Linked DNA regions of Mus musculus: region 2 is linked to region 1. Evidence: chromatin contacts called from public promoter capture Hi-C data. All regions are on one chromosome and are shown on one strand. Each heading gives the region's core, a stretch centred on a gene start, on an enhancer-like site or on the middle of the called end of the contact. The rest is flanking DNA. Distances are from core to core; before and after follow the strand shown. Region 1 holds the start of Trak1 (trafficking protein, kinesin binding 1). Region 2 holds the start of Vipr1 (vasoactive intestinal peptide receptor 1).

The links. Capture Hi-C pulls out chosen DNA fragments and counts their contacts.
Region 2: a contact with region 1 is called in a promoter capture Hi-C map of liver. The contact joins the promoter of Vipr1 here to the promoter of Trak1 in region 1. A contact is called at or near these places in 1 of 39 promoter capture datasets (the 3T3-L1 cell line), 1 of 115 datasets of contacts at active chromatin or transcription factors (memory CD8 T cells) and 1 of 9 other capture datasets (liver).

What each region holds. Positions count from the first base shown.
Region 1 is chr9:121,364,215-121,371,143 of GRCm38.p6, reverse strand. It overlaps Trak1 (trafficking protein, kinesin binding 1), which reads right to left and starts at 4,186. Exons shown (of 16, transcript NM_175114.3): 1 at 3,953-4,186. The coding sequence starts at 4,040.
Region 2 is chr9:121,639,366-121,646,294 of GRCm38.p6, reverse strand. It overlaps Vipr1 (vasoactive intestinal peptide receptor 1), which reads right to left and starts at 3,579. Exons shown (of 13, transcript NM_011703.4): 1 at 3,369-3,579. The coding sequence starts at 3,446. It also overlaps a transcript of Lyzl4 not described here.

The DNA.
Region 1 (6,929 bases), core at 2,937-5,436:
ACTGCATACTAAGCCTTACTAAGGATTCTGCGCCTTATGTATGCCCTTGCTTAATCCCTTCAGCAGTCTTACACGAGGTAAAGAAAGGAAGGGGACTTTAAAGGTATTTCATGAAAAAACGGAAGCAACCCACTGTGTGAGCTACAGGCAGAACTGATAATAATGTGAACAATACATGTTCATACAACACCTCCATCAAAGTCCACCAAAACTCAGGTCCGACTCCAGGCAATCCCTCTCAGACATTAGAGACATTGCTGGGTGGACGCACAGATCTTCCCAATCCTGGAGAACAGATCTGCAAAGCTTAGCAGCCCACACAGCAGTCTATGGAGAGGGAATTAATGACGTAGTTGGTGGCTAGGGAGACAACAAGTAACTTACTGACACAGGCTACAAAGTAACACAGATGATTACAAGGAGAGTGTGCACTGAGACATCTTGCGGAGAGGAGAGCTAAAGCAGGGGTTCTCAGCCTTCCTGATGCTGCTCCTTTAACACAGTTCCTCCCGTTGTCATGACCTTCCACCCACAAAATTATTTTCATTGCTACTTCATAACTACAACTTTGCTATTGTTATGAATCGTAGTGTAAACATTTTTTGGAGATAGAGGGTTGCCAAAGGGGTGGAGACCCACAGGTTGAGGACCACTGGACTAACGGGTCACTCTGCGGCAGTAGGAACTCACTCCACTTTTTCTGCTGCACACTTTTTTACGTGAGGCGCCTCACGGAGAGCTTCAGAAAGTGGGATTGGCTCTAGCGGAAGCAGTGGGTGTACATTTCTGTGAAGACAGGCAAGAATGCAGCAGAAAGACCGAATGTTTTCAGCCACAAGGAAGTGAGGAACAGCCTGGTGAATCCCGGCTCTCGCTCCTTACCTAGGACAGAACAGGTCCCAGGAAGTGCCAGGGACTGGCGAGGGTGGTCCTGGGATGCATAAGTCACTACGCAACATGACTTTTCCTGTGGGTCTCGGTGCAGAAAGCTCGGATGGTGGATAAAAAGCAAACCCATAGACAGACCTCCCAGACTGAAGCCTGCTCCGCAGGAATCGATATCTTCACTTAACCTCCCTCAGCCTCAATTTTTCCATCTATAGAATGGAAAGCATGGCCAAAGGTTGCCATACTGCGTGATGATCGTGAGCTTCTGAGAAGGCCTTGGTGACCCTTGCCTTAGAACACCCATCATCAGGAACACAGCATCACAGTTGCCCACGGGTCCCCTGGGTGTGTGTCTCATGGCTTTTGGGGTGCCGACAGAAACACTGAGTGTCTACCTAGTCTTGTCCTGAATCTTGCTCCTGTGGCCTGGTGTACCCTGCACCTCCCCTCCTTCGCTCCCGGGTGCACCCCTGCTGAGTAGGGAGAACCAGGTGCCAGGGCTGAAGGCCAGGCCTGGCTCTCAATGAAATGCTCCTCCATTATAATTTATTGCTTGCTTGCTTGCCTCCAAAGTGGCTTGGGGTGGGTGAAGGCTGTAACAAGAGACGTGCTAATGAGAGCCACCACCGACTACATTAAGAGCCTGCTTCTGAGGAAAGCAAACAAGCAAACAAACAAACCAGGAGGAAGATAAAAACTACACCAAGCACCTGGGAACTACAGTCACAGTTATAGGTCAAGACTCTGATTTACGGGTCGGCTAGAGGCACTCAGAGAACAAAGGTGTCTGCGGCCAAGCCTGACGGCCTGAGTTCAATCCCTGGGACCCACACAGGGGAAGAGAACTGACTCCCACATGTCCTCTGACAAATGCAAAATATATATATAAAATCGTCTACCTGCAGGATCTCCACTGTTAGGCCAGAGAGATCCAGAGGGAAGGGGCAGGAACTGATCCTTTTTTTTTTTTTTTTTTTTTTAAAGATTTATTTATTTATTATATGTTAGTACACTGTAGCTGTCTTCAGCCACTCCAGAAGAGGGCGCCAGATCTTGTTACAGATGGTTGTGAACCACCATGTGGTTGCTGGGATTTGAACTCTGGACCTTCGGAAGAGCAGTCGGGTGCTCTTACCCACTGAGCCATCTCACCAGCCCCAGCAGGAACTGATCCTAATGTAGGACTTTGAAAATCCTAGCAATTCCCTAGATTTAGTCTAAGCTGCAGCTTCTCACTGTGCCCCACTAACCCACTGTCCACTCCTTCCTGTTTCCTTCATGGTCCAGTAAATATCACTTAGATTATAACTTGTCAAAGGGAAGTATTAAAAATACATTCCTAGAATTACTAAACCATACTTTAAGCTAAATGAATGAAATGTTCAAGAAGGGCCTCATGTTTTATTTAAGCCTGAGGAGGCTAAGATGCCCCATTTGGTGATTAAGTGTTTGTGATAAGGGACGGATTCCTCGTGTGGCGACTTTGGGGTGAAGGCGGGGGGGGGGGGGCAGAGGGGTGTGGAGTTCTGGTTGTTTTGCTTTAATGTGTTCATGTATGTGTATTTCTGTAAACATGCATGTATGTATATGTTCCCATGATGGCCAGAAGTCAGCCTGTGTCTTTTCTCATTTGCTCTCCATCCTTGTGTTTGAGAGAGGGCCTCTCATTGGCCTGGGGCTCACCGATTTATCTATATGGGCCAGCAAGCCCAGGGGTGTTCCTGTCTGCCTCCCTAGGGCTGAGAAAATAACCATGCGCCAGCACACCTGGCTTCAACATGCAGGTCTAGGGCTGGAACTCGTGCCCTGGTGCTTGTGTGGCAGGCACTTGCTGGGCTGAGCTGTCTCCCAACCCAAGCATGGTCTCCCTCGGGCAGGGCAGATGCCAGGAGTCTCCATGCCCTGAGAATTCCTTGCTTGTTTTCCAAGGTTTACAGGGGCTCACTTACACCCATGTTCACCTCTGGGCTTTGTGCAGGACCAGATTACTGAGAAACCCCAGAAATTAACAGATATCGCATCAAGAACTTGGTCCTGAACATCCAGGGGCTCCGTGCACCTTCATCAGTTAAGACTGCAGGTTTGGAGTCATCAGCTTAGGAATAAGACTTAAAAGTCTACAAGCCTGAATTTGTTAGTAGGGGACAGGAAGAGGCCACTGTGGAACTCAGTAGGCTTTGGACTACAGACAGGAAACTAGATGGGTCATCCCATCGTCAGACTTGAATCCGATCCACTCAGAGGAACTGAGAAGCCCACAGCAAGCAACAAGCCAGAGCAGGCCGACATAAAGCTCTCGTCAGGGGTGTGGGGACCACAATCACAGGGCCAAGCTTTGGGCAAAGAAGACACAAGAATGTGGGGGAGGGGGAGGGGTGCTGAGTAGTTCTGCTCTTCACATGTGAAAATCCCTTGCTGACCCACACACCAGTCTGGGCGCTGACTGATTAAATGAGGCGGAGGCAGGGGTATCGAAAATTCAAGGCCTTGCCTGACCTACAGAGCGAGTTCAAGATCGTCCTGAACAAGGCAGTGAGCAAAAACCACAAAATAAAAAGGTTTAAAAATGGGGAGGGTGGGCTCAGGTGTCGCTCACTTATCTAGAAAGCATAGTCCTCAGTACTGAAAAAAGAAGAGGACGAGGAGGAGGGGAAAGAGGAAGAAGAGGGGGGAGGAAGAGCGGAAGAAGGGGAGGAGGAAGAGGAGGAAGAGGAAGGAGAGAAGGAACAGGGGGCAGCAGATAGTACTGATTTGGAAACAGGGGTTTTAGAGGCAGACTCTACCAAGGCCAGCAAAAATCTGACCTACATCTTACACCTGGCTATTGCTGGTCTCCCCTGAACCCAGTACAGGAGATGTGAGAGTAAGTAGCGTCCAGCTCCCCTCCATCCCAGCTGCCCATCATTCAACACGGTAATTCCTCAACCAACCAGCAACCCGACCCCCAGCTCAGAGCAAGGTTGAAGGCACGACCCTCTCTGCTCTTCCCTCCCTTCTGGCCACACCACAAAGTAAACTTACAGCGGACAGACGGACGGACAGACGTTCCCATGAAAACACTCACCACATGAGTCTGTCCCAGCCAGTGTGTGGCTGAGTCCTGGCAGAGGTTGGGCCCTGGAGGGCTGCCTGAGCTGAATTGCCAATGCCATGGGCAGACACAAACTCCAAAGAGGACTTGGAGAGAGAGCGGTCCTCCATGCAAGCTTGGCCACAGCTCTGAGCCTTCCTCAGCAGTTTTCCCAAGCTTGCTTGTTGGGGCAGAGCTGAAGATCCCCACGCTGCCCCGGGACGCACAGTGGATTACGTAACTCCGGCAACCAGGAGCCCTATCACCTCATCTTATGAAACCACCCCAAAGAGAAAAAAAAGGCGCACCCACAACACGACACCTCTCTAGGGTGGGGCGGGTGGGGGTGGGAAGGCAGGGAGAGAAGCCTTTCTGATGGGCAGCTAGTTTTGCCTAAACTGTAGCGTAGAACAGAAAGCCACTGTTCTTCTCAGGACTCCCTGGGAAGTGAGGGTGGAGGCACAGTGCCAGGTGGCGTCCCAGGGCTTAGCTTGGCAGAGCCCTCAGAATCCACAAAGAGCTCCCGGGCATATTCAAGGTCTCCGGAGAACGCGTTTGCATTTTATGTCTTTGTTGCACTGACCTCCTGATAGGACTTTCTTTGGCGGGGAGGGATTACAGGGGTTGAATACCCAGCTCTTTGCCTGAGTTGGCAAAGCTGTATCTGTGGCTGCTGGGCATCATGGACATGAACGTGTCTCTCTGGTGTCCCCTGGGGCATCCTAACCAAAAGCCTGGGATTCTGCATCCCATGGGACTGGACGACGCTCCAAACTCTACACTGCCATTCCCTCGCCCTTGGTTGTCACGATTTGAGAAAGGAAACTGGTTGAACAGGCTGAGGTTCCCAAGATTTCACTGGCAGAATCAGGGCTGGGATCCCAGCTCCGTGTTTGGAGTGTTCTGGCCTCACCTCATCTCGTCCCCTCCATATGGAGCGGATGATGCTTAACACCCTCTGTGTGCCCTGCTCGTCCTGCATCCGTGTGCAGCCAACTTCTTCATAGTCCTCTGTCTCCCCAGTCAGCTTAGCTTCCTGGATGATGCCTCCCTACTCAGGACTCTGACAAGGATGATGCTCCAATTCAGCTCAAAAGCAGACACCATTCCCTCTCACTCAGGGCTCAGAGCCAGAAGACACTTGCCACTATATTCAAGGACTCAAAAGGAGTCCCCACAAGGAGGCCCATGTGCCCAGAGGGGACATATAAAGGAGATGTGCCCAGAGGGGACATATAAAGGAGATGGGCCTGAGAGGCCTAGGGGTCCTATTAGAGATTTTTAGAGGTCACTGTAAGAAGGAACCTCCAGAATCTGAATGGAGTGAAGCCATTCCCCCCTCCACAGTCAAGCATCAGCTCTTGCAGGAACTGGAGTGAACTGAGCTGTCCTGCAGAGACAAGAACATGGGCCTGCAGGGCCCACTGGGATTCTCCCAAGAAGGAGTTCCCAACATGTTCCTGCACTGAGAAGAAAGATGGATTGTGTCATATGTGGGTGTTTGACACCATGCCCTCAAGTAATATAGACAAGGGCGAGGGATCAGGGGCACAGGGGAGGGAATCAGGGGCACAGGGCAGGGAGGGCAGCAAAGGGGCTACACTAGAGGGAGCAGGAGAGACAGGTGTACAGGCCCAGGCAGGGACGAAGCACACTGGCACACCAAGGAACTACAGCTGTTTCTGTGCCCCTCAGCAGTCAGGCAACTCTTAATACACAGGGTATCCTGTGTGTAACTCTACGGGTAACCCAGAACAAAAAGAAGCTGCTAGAAGCCATTGTGCACAGGCAAAGTGTCCTGATGTGTGCAGCAAAGTGTCCTGATGTGTGCAGCAGTGTCCTGATGTGTGCAGCACAGTGTCCTGATGTGTGCAGCAGTCTCCTGATGTGTGCAGCAGTGTCCTGATGTGTGCAGCACAGTGTCCTGATGTGTGCAGCAGTGTCCTGATGTGTGCAGCAGTCTCCTGATGTGTGCAGCAGTCTCCTGATGTGTGCAGCAAAGTGTCCTGATGTGTGCAGCAGTCTCCTGATGTGTGCAGCACAGTGTCCTGATGTGTGCAGCACAGTGTCCTGATGTGTGCAGCACAGTGTCCTGATGTGTGCAGCAGTGTCCTGATGTGTGCAGCAGTCTCCTGATGTGTGTGGGCAAAGTGTAATATGACAGAGTGCTGAGGCACACACAGCGTTGGAACCCTTTCTGTGAACATAGCGTGTGGAGCCTTTCCTGCATCTAAAACTGACACTACATGTCACTGCCATGACGCCCATGCCAGTCTGGAGAAATACAACCCAAGAGAGAATCAAACTACACTGAACACCCATGATGCTGCCTGGGGCCCAGTGCTACTGTCTTCAGCCTCTGTGACAATTCTGTGACACGCTGACCCAAGCCACGGAATGACACCAATGAAGCAGGTTCTGAACGGAAGGTCCCTGATCTCAGATGGTGACTGCATCCACCCTGTGATGGTTCATGCTGTCACCCTGACAGGCTCGAGAACCATTTAGGAGACAAACCTCTGGACATGTCTGCCAAGAAGTTTCTCAACCGTGCTAACTCAGGTGGGAAAACCAACCTTGAGTGTGGGCTGCACTATCCCATGGGTCCTAGGCTGCGTAACTCGTTCGTCTCCTTGACAACTGTGGATGCAGTGAGACCAGCAAGCTCACAATCCTGCACTAACTTTTCCCCAACCATGACAGACTGCACCCTAAACTGTGAGCCAAAATAGGCCCACCTTCCCTACAAACTGCTTTAGCCAGTTAGGCTGCCATGGCAACATGAAAATGCATACACTCCCAGGCCTTCTCCTGGGGCTGCATACCTCTCCCAGTCTTGATGGCTGAAGCCCCATCCCCATCCCCAGCAGGGTAAGGTCAGCATACCGGTGATGGTGCAGGCATCCCGGTGCTCTCTGTAGCTGGGAGCATCTTCCACAGCCTCGCTCACATAGTACTCTTCAGGGATGCC
Region 2 (6,929 bases), core at 2,330-4,829, 280 kb before region 1:
CCGGGTAGAGGGTGGCTGGGTAGAGGCCCTGGGCAGGTGATGTGACACCAGCTGGATGCCACCAAAGCGTCTCTCACTTGGAGATGTCCCATCAACTACTCTCCTCAGAGAGGCCTTGTCACACCCTGAATACACTTCATGACACCTCACTTACTCTGTGGATCTTGCCTTCCCTAGCTAGATAAAAGGTCCAAGCTTGGGACCAAGGAGCAGAGATGACCTGTCACATGAGCCACCCAACATATTCACTATTGTCTCCTCCTTCAGAGTCCATGAAGATCCTGTCTGGACACCCAACCCTGTCTCACTTGAGACTGGAGAAGATCAGGCCTCAGTTAAAAAGTGGGGCTGGTTCCAGCCCAACCCTGCCTTCCCAATTCTCCCTCACACTGGGCCGAGAGTTCGAGTGTCCCTCCAAAGATGAGGAAACCGGGTCCTTCTATGGATATTAAAGATGTTTCTTTCCTAAGCCAACTAGCCATGGCTGTGGGGAGGGGCAGTGTCCAAGGCTGTTGTCCCAAGCTGTGACTCCCACGAAAGCTACAGTAGCCTCAGAGGAGGCTAGATCTCCAGGCTCCAGGATGGGGAGGCAACAAATCTAGAGCGAGTTCGGTCTCTCAGAGTGCTCCGGGAGTCCTGGGCAGACATAACTGAGGTCATCTCTCTGTACCAGAAGGTATTCTGGCTCAGTAGCCACCATGTTTCCTAAAGGTCACAGTATGGTCGGCTGAGGCCAGAAGACTGGGCAGTAGTGAGCAGACCCTGGAAAGGCTGATAGTAATGTCCAGAAAGGACTCCTCTGATGAGGTGTAGCCTCCACCAGCCTGGGGAACACTCAGAGGGGCCAGCCTTGCCTTCTATTCCAGCCATCCAGGTTCTGATAGACGCCAGGCTAGCAAGAGCCGCTTTCATAGTTTGCAGTTGAAGGTTGGCCAGTGGAGCCAAACTGGAGACATCGTCCTGCTTCTTCCTCTGGGTTTCCCTGTGTGTCTGTCACAGCAGGCCTGACCCTCAGTTCTAGGAGTTTGTGACCCATGTCGATTCTGAGGTTCTGGTTGTGACATGACTCTTGCAAGGTAGGGCCTCAGACTGTCTGTAGTCTGAGTGTCCCCACCAGCCTGGCACTGGCACTGGCACCTGTCTGCTGCCCAGGGGGAGGAGCTATGGAAGGCCTTGGGATACACTTCACTTCCTCCTCTGGGACACTGCAAGTTTTCTTTCCTTTTTTTTTTTTTTTTTTTTTTTTTGGCTTCTCTGTTCAAAGATTTCCCTTCCTAGGCCAAGGCAGGGCCCCATAAACAGAGTGATAAGGCTCGGTGCCTTCACTGTGAACTCTGCAGCTGCCATTTTATGACTCTGATAACATGACCCCCCCAAGTCCGGCTGCAGCAGGAACACTGGGTGTCCGTTCCAGGAGGGAGCAACTGAGGACAGGGAGAGGAGAGCAGGGGCTGGGGTCCCCCTCCAGTCCAGAGAGAGAAGAGCAGGGGCTGGGGTCCCCTCCAGTCCAGGGAGAGAAGAGCAGGGGCTGGGGTCCCCCTCCAGTCCAGGGAGAGGAGAGCAGGGGTTGGGGTCCCCCTCCAGTCCAGAGAGAGAAGAGCAGGGGCTGGGGTCCCCCTCCAGTCCAGGGAGAGGAGAGCAGGGGCTGGGGTCTCCCTCCAGTCCAGGGAGAGGAGAGCAGGGGCTGGGGTCCCCCTCCAGTCCAGGGAGAGGAGAGCAGGGGCTGGGGTCCCCCTCCAGTCCAGAGAGAGGAGAGCAGGGGCTGGGGTCCCCTCCAGTCCAGAGAGAGAAGAGCAGGGGCTGGGGTCCCCTCCAGTCCAGGGAGAGAAGAGCAGGGGCTGGGATCCCCCTCCAGTCCAGGGAGAGAAGAGCAGGGGCTGGGGTCCCCCTCCATTCCAGGGAGAGGAGAGCAGGGGCTGGGGTCCCCCTCCAGTCCAGGCTAAGTCCCTTCCCCTCATTTTGTGGACCAAGAGGGCAGCCGAGGCTGGGAGGCTAGTGGAACTGAAGATGGGGTTGGAGTGGAAAGATCAGAGGCAACCAGGGAAGGCTCCCTGGAGGAGGAGCTAGAGTTGGCACCTCCAAATAAGAAGTAGGAAGATGGAATTGGAGGGACTGGGCTCAATCTGTTTCTAGATGGATGGTACCTGGGGCCAGAGGCCTCCAGTGGTCCAAAAACCCCTGGCTTATCCAAAATGGAGTAGCCAGGACACAGAGTTGGGGAAGTTGGAGGGCTGCTAGTGTGGTCTGTGACACTGAGGGCCAGAGTCTGATGAAGCTTGGAGTGTGGGGAGGGGCTGTAAACAGGAGGAAGGGGGCAACACTGTCCAATTCTCAGAGAGCAGCACCTTCTCCGGAAGGGGTTGGGGGGGTGGTGAGATTTTCCAGAGCAGGGTGTGCCAGACACCAGCTAGGAGGAAACAGATTCATGTCCTGATCCCTGCCCTGGGAAAGGTTGTGATTAGGGAGGGACCACGGGATAGACTGCACTAAGGTGACCGACCAAGATTCCCCACTTCCTCCAGGCAGCCCACTTGTTCCAGACCAGAATCCACTAAGGAAAAGACAATCTTGAAGCAACAGCTCCACAGACCTAGAGCAAGGGAAGGGAAGATCACCTCTGTCCAAGTGTGGCTGGCAGGGACAGGTGTGGCTCCTGTGGCCTCATTTTGCCCTTCTGTAAAATGGGTTTAGGGGGTCTCTGAGTCTTGAGGTCTTTCTTAGTCTCAGAGGAGGTGACCAGGTGTCTGCCCCATGACCCTGGTGAGTCTGTCACAGCCACAGGAGCACACCCACACACATGTCTGTGTGGGAGGAAGCCGAGGTCTAAGGTAGAGCAAGCCCCCCTGCTTTTCCCAATACATGCTTTTACCTGCCCACCATCAGCCTATAGTTAGAGGATAAAGAGCACAGAATGAAATTCTCACCAGATCCCAAGGACCCCTCCCCAGGGTACAGGCACTAAGGTCTGATGCTGTGCTGTCTTCATCGCACAAGTTCTCAAAATACCCAGAGAGGCTTCCAGACACAGCCTCCTTCCCACCCGACAGTCTACAGGATCTCCCATCTCACTCGATCGTGCCACCCACAGTTCTCCTCCCCACGTACCCCCACAGGCACTCATCGCAAGGCAAGTCTGGGGCTCCCTCTCGCCCCCAACCTCTTCATCGCTGATTGGGATCACTTCGCGGTGAGCGCTCTAAGATGAGCTAAGAGGGACCCGCCGCTACCGAGCTCCCACGCCTCTGGGCTACAGAAGAGAGAAGACGAGAACCGCGCTCCTGCTGCCCCCCGATGGCCAGATGGTCCCGGATACGCTGCCCCCGCAGTTCCCCCATCCGTGGGATCTGGGTGGAGGGGCACACACTCACCGCGGGTCCGAGGGCGCAGGCGAGGGCTCCTGCCAGCACGCAGAGCCAGCGGGCAGGCGGTAGGCTCGGAGGGCGCATGGTCCGCCCTGAGCCCGCGGCAGGCAGCCGAGAGCGCCTACGGGGTCTGTGGCTAACGCAGCGCGGGAGAGTGGCGCGGGCCAGCGGCCCGGGCGCTATGAGGCACAGCTCCAGGCTAGGGGAGGGCGGCGGGGGCTCGTCTGACGGGCGGCGGGGTTAGCCAATGGCACGGCGGAGGCGGTACCTCGGCGCAGGTAGGGGGCGGAGCCGGGGCCCCCGGGGGCGTGAGCACAGAGTCCCGCTAGAGGTGCGCGTCGTCGGGAGCTGCTAGCTAGCGAGCATCCTCTCGGCTCTCCGATGCGGGGACGCTGGGCTCAACACCGCCCAGTGTTCCCCGCGCCCGCACCTTTCTCTCTCAACCCCGGCTGCGCCCTCGGCCCCTGGCAGTGAGCTCCTCCAGTCTTCGGCTCCAGGGAGTTTAGCTGCCGGCTCCCCGGTTTCCACGTCGGCTTGCAGCCCAAATTCTTGGACTAGAAGGGCCACAGCTTTCCAGGGCTGAAGGCTGGCCTCCGATGGGGTCCAGCGGATCACGCTGTTGGAACCATCTGCGACAAGGGAGAAGCCGAGGGGGCGCAGCCGGGGTCGGGGAGTCCCAACTGGGGGTTCCTCTTGGCCGCCCAGGGCAGGGTGCACTCAGAGCTGGACACGACTTGGCCGGCGCAGCTCGTGAGGGACGAGAAGTCAATGTTCCAGCGCCCCCGCGCGGGGACCAAAGCCTGTACCCTTTCTTGGGCCCAGGCTGCCCACAGACCGGTCTTCCCGGAGTCCCCAGGGACTAGGATCAGGGTGCCAGTGTCCCGCGCTGTGTCTCCAAGATCGGGCGGGCCGGTAGCGGGTGATCTGAGGCTGCTCTCCCTCCGAAGCTTGTCTTTAGGGCTCGGATTATTCGGTGCTAGCGTGGGGCGCGGGGTTACCGACTCAGAGCCCTTCGCGCTACGTCTTAGGGAACCCGTGCAGATGACTTTCCAAGAGCTCGAGTGATCATGGTGAGAAGGTGATGTGGGGGGCTGATGGCGCGGTGGGATAGAAGGTGGGAGGAGGGGCGGAGTTGCAGAGGGCCGCGTGTCCCTGCGCGAAGTAGGGTGTGCGATCCATTTGAAGGAAGTCGCTCTCCGGGCGCTTTCTGGCCAGCAGGAGCGCGGGAATTTCCCGAGGATTCTCCAGCCTTCCCAACCTGCAACGTGGGAAACTAACGCTGTGGGCGTGGCCTTGAGGTCGGTTACAGAAAAGTCTGGAAGCAAACCCCTGGCCTTCCTCCTTCCTCTCCTTCCTAGTCTACCGCACTTCCCTTGTTCTCTCTCCCCCTGAGCCTGAGCCTGAGCCTGAGCCAGGCCTCTACTACGCACCAGGGCATAGGAGGTAAGAGGCACTCCCTGCAATTTCTGCTTCCGGATAGAGAATGGGCTAGTTGTCACAGGCCTTTCTCCAGTTATGGGGTGTCAGAAGAGGGAGCTGTTTAGTAGTTGCCATTCAGTGCTTCAGGGCTAGGATTTCGGGAGTCACTGTGAGCAGGAATAGGGGTTTGCCTCGCTTGTGACCATGGGCACACTCCTCTTAGGCCTTAGGCCTCTTAACCGGGCAGTGAGGTCTTACCAGCTCTTGAGGTGGTATGCTCAAGTCCCAGATGTGAGCTTTGGCTCTCAACCCTGCCCACCCCCATATGTCACCTAGGCAGCTGCAGAATGCTGATATGGGGCGGGGTGGCACGTGCCTGTGATCCCACTGCTCTGTATGCTTCGGGAGGAGGATTCCTGTGGATTTCAGACCAGCCTGAGCAAAATGCTACGGTGCTTCACCTCATGGTCCTGTTAGCATTTCCGTGTTCTCTGTGGACAGAGATCTGGGCATGGGGGTGGGGGTGGATGGAGGGTTTTGGGTACCGGGAAGGAAGTGGGAAGCCAGACTCCATTTTGCTATGTGACCTTCACCAGGCAGGTGAATAGATGGGAGGTAGAGGCCACCAGTGGTGATGGCTGCCCTGTCCACGCTGATCCTTCTTGGGCTGGAGGTTGGAAGGCTGGTGCTAGGCTACAGCTGAGAACATCGGCAGGATCCCCTGGTGTCTTCCCGGCCTGACCCCCAGGAGAGGAAGATGTCTTGGGGAGAATAGCTTTCTCTTCCAATTCTCTGTGAAAGCTACTCTCAGTTCTTTCTGGTTGTTCCCTGGGGACCCATCCTTCTTTACCATCAAAGGACACAAGACACGCTCAAAAAACAAAAGGAGCAGGAAAACAGCAAAAACAACCTTAAAAATGCAACCCAGCTTATTTCCTGCTGCCTCTTAAAGTCTCTGTTCTGAGACACTGGGAGGTCAACCATGCACCTACTCCTGGGGGAGCCTTGTGGAATCTGAGGAGGAGGCTACTGTTGTTTACCTAGGTAATAGGGAAGGCTTCAGGAGAGAAGGGACTTCTGAAGAGATGGGGGAAGATGGGCTTCATGAGGCTTGGGAAGCAGGTATAACTGAGACTGAGGGAACAGACATCCGAGGTGGAGGGAGCAGGTACCTGAGGTTTAAGAGAAAGCACCTGAAGCAGACGGAGATCTCCAAGGCTGAAGGAGCGGGTGCTGGTGGTGGTGTTTGTAGTTACCTTCCCCACCATATCCTGAGAAGGGATTCCCACATCACCTGCCTTTGCCTCACAAATCTATGCTGGAACAGTCGCAGGAGAGCCGGAGCCACGGTCTGCCCCCATTTCTGAAGCTGTTCTCGCTTGAGTCCTGTGCTAGCCTGATCTTTACCGGATCCCTGCAACCTGCTCCCAGATTCTGGCTCAGATTCTAGTTGCCAGAACCACAGGGGTGCAGCGGATGAAGCGGGGGAAGGGGAGACAGTCACTTGCCATTCCCCGTGACAACAAGCTCGCTCGGCAGAAAGAATCTGCCGTTACTCATCCAATCCTGTCTGGCTTCAAGCCCGCTGCATCCCTGTGCCGTGTGCCACCCTCTCCTCCTCCAGGCCTGCAGCCACCTCTCAGGATGGCTCAGTCGGCGCCTTGTGCTGAAGTTGATGAATCAGTGAGGAGGAGGAAGAGAAGGAGCAGGTTCTGGTGAACGGTGAGGGCAGCCGTGAGACATAGTGTGCCCTTGACCTGTGTAACGGGGCTAAGTCAAGGCCAGGTGGCAGACGTGGCCTGGGGAGTCACAGGAGCAGATCCAGTCACATTGCTGTCTGAGTGAAGGCAGCTTTCCCTTCCCTGAGCCTCTGAATTGAAGGGACCAATAGCTTTAGCTCTGTATCAATTCGGGGTGCTGATAGTCACTCCTACCTCCTGAGTATGTCCCTTCATTGCAGGCTAGACCTTTCTGAGTGCCAGAGAATTCCAACTCCATCCATAGGTTGGAGGGTCGCAGGGAGGCCTGAGCAGATGTTCAAAGAGTATTCTTTTGTTCTTTCTTTTGCTCACCTCTCTCTTATCTATCACCACGCCTGGCCCTGTGGTGAGGCTAGGCTTGTCACTGATGGAAACATGAACTGTACCT